2 separate regions of the Zea mays genome follow, and region 2 is linked to region 1. The links are chromatin contacts, called in public Hi-C maps. All regions are on one chromosome and are shown on one strand. Each heading gives the region's core, a stretch centred on a gene start, on an enhancer-like site or on the middle of the called end of the contact. The rest is flanking DNA. Distances are from core to core; before and after follow the strand shown.

Region 1 (3,164 bases), core at 173-2,672:
GGTCCTGTCAGGAGCATAGAAGGACCAGCAATCAACCCAGCTAAAAATGACCTCCACCTTGCTGTTCTGAAGTAACAAGAGTATTCAGTTATACATTGTCCAATAAAATCGACCTAGTGCTTCAAAGAGACGTTGAAGCTATAATGGAACAAGATGCTGAGGTGTTATGTCAATAAGAAACAACTACAAAATAGCAGGATAGGAACTGCCACATAGCATCTTGATCATATCTGGGTTCAGCATAAGACCCATGAAAGATAAGTACTGGACTACTGAGCTTCTCACAACAATAATACTGAATAACATCAGGCTGCAGAAGTCGTATAATATCGAACAAAATTCCACAGGTTCTTGTTTCAACTAATCTTAGTAAACAACACAGCGATGCAACACTTGGGCAATCAAAACTAGCATCTTGGTTCTTGGATCACTAATAATGAACAAAAATTGCATGCACAAGAAGAATTATTTGCAACTGTAGAACTGTCATCAAATTCTCACTGCAGTCAGCAATCATTTCTATCGAAATTCAATTAATCCTCACAAAAGCACCAGCTCTGGCCTCTCATACTATTTTTTTTAAAGTAACACCAGCTGCACGATCTATTTTCTGTTGCTTTTCATCTTCTAGACATGTTCATTGAAACACATCACTTGACAGATAACTAAATACACTCAATTCTCACCTACAAAGGTACAACTACAATCCATTATCTTCACACGCGACTAACCAAAGGCAACACACATGGTTTGCTCAAATCATCACAGAAGCAATCACCAATCACCTCCACATGAAGCAAATTCGCAGTTCCTAAGTAGGAATTATTTATACTGTGATGGTCCCATGCACTGACCTCTTACGTCCCCAGACGGCGGCGATGTACTCATCGACGGAGACGTAGCTGCCGGCAAAGGTCCCCAAGAACAAGCCATACCTCACAGTCTCCTTGACCGCGAGCACCACGGCCTCCTCGTTGGTCATAGCTCCGGCCTTCCTGCACTCACCAGCACGCCACGGCACGAGAACTAATTTTAGAGCCGTAAGACCCCCAAAAAAAAACCCGCACCAAAACATCCAGCTTGTGCGCCCGCGAGTGAGAGACCTCGATCTGGGGGAGCGGCGGCTGCGGATGCGGACGAGGACGGAGAAGAGCGCGAGGCCGCCCTTGAGGCCTGCGCCGATGGCGAAGCCCTTCGCTGCCGCCTCCACGCACCGCCGCAGCCACCGGAGCTCGCCGTCCCCCGCGGCCAGCGCCGGCGGCGCGGCGCACTTGACGTTCACGGCGCATTGGAGATCCTCCGGCGGCGGGGGCGCCATGAGCTGGCCAGCGATGGGGGAGGCGCGGATCCCCCCCACCAAGCCACCACAGTGAGGAAGGGGAAGCTCTGGTGAGGGCAGATGGGGGGTGGAATGGACGAATGGTAGATGCGGCAGTTAAACTAACCAAAGTTGTTCTTGCTTTGGGGCTGCGAGGCGCGCGTTTACGCCAGTGCAGGCAGCGTGACTTGCCGTCAGCGGAGCTCTACGCGTCTTCGTATTTGCAGGCAATTTCCCCTACCCGTCGGTTCCCTGAAATAAGAACCCTGTTCTCAGAAATTTACTCCTGATATGATATAAATCTTATTAGAGCAACTCCAATAGTTATATAAATTTTAGCTCTCTAAATCACAGATTTAAGAAGTTGCTAAATGTCTTTTGGAGTAAAAAAATGTGAGTTCTCCAATAGTTCTCTAAATATAGGTTGTAATTTTGTTTTGTATTTATCCACATAAAAAATAAGTCACAAAAACTATATAATGCAATCAACATTTTTGTTTAGGGAGTTGTTAAATGGTTGCCAAATGTAGAGAGAAAATGAGGTTAGCTGACAAGTTGTTAAATTTAGAAAGTTCATTTAGAGAACTATTGGAGAATACTTTTCATGTTAACTACCTAAATTATTGATTTAGGAAGTCTTTTAGACAACTACTGTAGTTGCTCTTATCTCAGAAATTTAATTCAGTAATAGCACGCTTCCGATTTTTACGGAAAGAATGATAATTCCATTTTTTTTCATGAGATTCTCATTTTCTTAAAGTAAAATAAAATAAATTTTCTTTTAAAAAATAGATTTTTTTTGAAAAAAATGGGATTGCCAAAACTCGCCTTTAGAAATTTTTTTGCGGCGATTGTGGAAAAGCTGGCAATGCCCTTCCGGCGGAAACCGGCATTCCTTTTTTTACAGGCGATCGGCAGTTCGGCACACGTCCATACGTCGACGTCGTCCGATTAAAAACGCAACGAATCAAACAGGTGGACGCAGACGAAGCCGAATTCACTCCCGCCGGCCGCCGTTGGGAGCTTGGGTAGTTGGGTGCTTCGGGAAAGCTTCGTGTCCTGTCGTCAACGCAGGCCATTTATATGCCATTACGTTTTGTTTCTTCTGCAGACAACCTGTGGGCTCAGGGATCGCTTTCGGTGCCAGATGACCAGATCTGACTGTATTGGTCATTGTTTCGTTGTCGGGCTTTGTTGCTCGGACACTTGTTGGTTGAAGTGTTGAACTGCCGGGCTTTAGTTGGGTTAGTTAGTTTTCTGGGAGGCATTAGTCCCGTGCATATTTAGTTTTGGGGACATATCTGGTGCACATAAAAGATTGGTGCACATGATGCACATATTAAATCACCACCACTTATTTTAGATCTAACGTCTCTAGTTGATCATTCAATTTACAAATAACACCTTCCACCACTACACGCCACCACATTGGAGGGTGTTCTCAGTAAAATATACCAAACAACTAGAGACGTTAGATCTAAAATAAATGGTGATGATTTAATATGTGCATCATGTGCACCAATCTTCCATGTGCATTAGATATGTTCTCTTTAGTTTGTTTTTCTCCAACACGCAGGAGAGCTGCGTATCATTATATTAAAGGAAGAAATAAACAAGGTCTAAAATAGATCGGGATACAACTGACGCCTTACGGCGGCCTGAACGAAACTAGCATAGACTGACTCATGTATAAAAACTCTAGGCTACATGAGATAGGGAGGCAACAAGGGATGTCAACCCCTTGGCCCCGGCAGTCTCCCACAGACGGCGCTCATACCCCACATGGATTAGGAAATTAGCAACATTAGGGGAAAGGCCATCAAAGATGCATCTGTTCCGGAGATTC
Region 2 (3,164 bases), core at 252-2,751, 240 kb after region 1:
GCTAGACAGAAATCTTAACCAATAAATCCTTCACGAATTCCAATGCTATATTGTTATCAAAGAACAGAAACCTTGTTTCAGCAGCAGCAGCAACAAAGCCTTTTAGTCCCAAGCAAGTTGGGGAGGCTAGATTTGAAACCCAACAAAAACCAAAAATCAAGGTCCAGGCACGTGGATAGCGTTTTTTCTATTCACTCCTATTCAGTTTGGGTACATACAATCCTTCCAAGTCTCCTTTTAATGTTTCCTCCCATGTCAAATTTGGCCTTCCCTTGCCTTCCTTCCCATTACTATCGTGTCTTAGAATCCCACTATGCACTGTGTGTCCGTGCCTCTAAAGGTCTTCGTTGGACATATCCAAACCATCTCAATCAGTGTTGGACAAGTTTTTCTTCGATTGGTGCTACCCCTAGACTATCACGTATATCACTATTGCAGTCTCGATCCCTTCTTGTATGGCCACAAATCCAACACAACCCTAGCATATAACTTAATACATAGGTTTTGATAGGTTAATAGAATAACCATACTGCAAATATTTGTGATGGATACAATCTATAAATCTAAATTAATCCTTTCATGAACTGTGTTTAATAAAAATATTGTTGGCCGTACTGTTTTCAGGGTATTTCTATCCTGGTACGCAAATTTGAAGATACATGCACTATGTTTTCACGAAGTAATTAGGTTAACTATATGAAAGCTTAGCTCCAAAAAAGAGGTTCTACTAGATTCGCTTATTATTACATCCATATGATCGTGATTTCGTGATCAATAACAATAGCTGGAAAAATCAACTTAAAAATGACCACATTGCTATCAGAATTGCATTTCCACTTAATGGGCAACCACACCACATATCTGGGGTGCAACAATAACAAGATCAGTGATCTACTTGCTACCAGCATAAAGCAGCTGAACTCAATCCCTCCGCAAGAATTAATCATATCAGTTCATTTTGCATTTGGCTGAAGACACACTTACTGAACTACATGGAGCAACAACTTTTGGTATAAAGGGGGCAGAGAAAGCAACGGAGTAAAGAGTACTACGAGTAGGGAGGGACCGGCCGCATTACCATGGCCTCGAGGTGGCCGTCGAAGCTCTCAAGCTGCGCGCGGACGAAGGAGAGCGCCTCAGAGGCGGCGATGAACGCGGCGTAGTTTTCCACCGCCACCTCCTGCATCTGCCGCCGCACCCGCTCCGCGTCGACCCTCAAAAGCTCCGGCTCCTACAATCGTTCAGCAAGCCAACAAATTCGGAATTACCATCGCCGCCAATAAAGGGTCGCGCAGCAAATGTTGGCGTATGAACCTTGTGGAGGCGCTCGATGGAGAAGGAAAGAAGCTCAGAAACGTAGGGCTGGTAGGCGGCACCGGCGAGCGGGAGCCCCATGTTGGAGGCGGCATCTTGGGAGGAGCTCAAATCCGGCGTGTGGCGGTGCCTCGCGTCGAGGAGGTCCATGGCGAGCGGTGCGAGATCTGGAGTCGTGACTCAGTGGTGATGAGGAACTGGAGAAGAAGGGTGGGTGGTTTTAACAGCTGCCCCTTTCAGTTTTGTTTCTGTTACGTTTTAGTCCCTCAAATTAAATAGTCAAATATTCAGCCCAGAACATTACAAAGCCCACTGTAGAGCCCAGGGCCCACTCTTCGGCCTAAGGATCATCAAAGGACCCACTTTCCGGCCCAAAAGGTCCATGTTATGTCTAGAGCAAATGAAAAAAAAACTTATCCTAGCCTTTCTCAACTATTTTTTTAGTCTGATTCACCTCTTTAAGCTAAAAATTTACATGTTCTAACTGCTTCAACAACTAAAATCGGTTGTTTTCCATTTTTATATAGGGCATGTTTGTTTCAGCCTTTTCTTATTCTAACCACTAAAAACTGATACACACTACCAAATGATTAGTTTTTCATCCCGTTTTATAAGAATCGCTTTTATCAAAATCGTCCAAAATCAACGCGAACACACAATCGATCGAATCGTCACGATTCATAGATCCTAAACCATATGAATCCTTTTATCTGACGCCACACGTAATTTTTATGATACTTAGATTCTCTCTACAACCAGATTATTAAAAAAGCTCGCCAGAAAAAAAAAACAGACCATGTTTCAAGGTGTATGACTTAGGCTATGTTTGAAATCCCTATAGCTAATAGTTAGTCAACTAATAAATTATTAATTGAGTAGAGCCAACTAATGAACTAATTGTTAGTTGTGAGATAGCTAACAATTAACTACGCTATTAGTTAAGGGTGTTTAGAATCCAACAACTATTTTTAATAGCTACCTATTAGTTTTAAAGGTTACAAACTGGAGTCTTGCAGGGTGTGGACTTGTCCCAACTTCTTTTGAAATGTTTTTTTAAATTTTGTTTCTAAAAATGATATTCACGGAGGCGGGGATGTCCATATAGCCATATCTATAAATGGCTTATTAGAAAATGATCGCTAGGTACTAAAACAAGTTTCTGTTGGCGTAGATCTGAGTGCCAAACACTGGAGATGAACCGTCTGGTGGTGCTCTCTACAGAGACGCGGACGGTCCGTGGCATAGGACCGGACGGTCCGCGACCTCGCGCAGAAGCATCTCCTCCTCTACGTACGTCCGGAAGATCCACATCTAGGGCTCGAACGGTCCGCGATGGCGTAGAGGGTCTTTCCTTCCTCGCAATAGATCTATATGTCGTCTCCCGGGAGAGATCCCGTCAGGGAGGAGAGATCTTAGGGTGTGTCATAGAATCGGCAGACCACCTAAGATGCATCTAGTCGACGTATAGCTGAAGAGAGGTAAAGATTTGATGTAGAGGGAGGCTAAACTAGAACTACTCCTAATACATAAGGTAAAAACGAGAAGTATATTTGTTTTGATCGACTGTTGGGGGCTTAATCGGCCGTAGCCCTTCATCTATATAAAGGGAAGGTCTGGACCCGTTACAAGTCGGTTCCCGAGTCAATCTCGCAAATTTAGCTAACAAATTCCGCAAGAAACTCGGAAATCTTACTGATTCTGTGCACATGCAGACCGTCCGCGCCACCACCGCGGACAGTCTAGACTGTGGACCGTTCGGCCTCAGGATCGAATCGTTCGCGAGATCATTTTTTGGGCTCAACAGTTTCAATCTCACATTTTAAGGAGTCAACGAACTTTGACTTAACTAG

What was found. Hi-C and Micro-C count contacts between places; a contact is called where the count stands out from the background.
Region 2: a contact with region 1 is called in a Hi-C map of leaf, with 6 times the contacts expected there. The contact joins the promoter of LOC100273962 here to the promoter of LOC100277510 in region 1. A contact is called at or near these places in 4 of 25 Hi-C or Micro-C datasets (endosperm and leaf).

The regions. Positions count from the first base shown.
Region 1 is chr1:19,880,100-19,883,263 of Zm-B73-REFERENCE-NAM-5.0, forward strand. LOC100277510 reads right to left here and starts at 1,423. Exons shown (of 8, transcript NM_001367326.1): 1 at 1,104-1,423; 2 at 855-995; 3 at 1-66. The coding sequence starts at 1,318.
Region 2 is chr1:20,116,090-20,119,253 of Zm-B73-REFERENCE-NAM-5.0, forward strand. It overlaps LOC100273962 (oligomeric Golgi complex component-related protein), which reads right to left and starts at 1,502. Exons shown (of 12, transcript NM_001360500.1): 1 at 1,315-1,502; 2 at 1,079-1,231. The coding sequence starts at 1,464.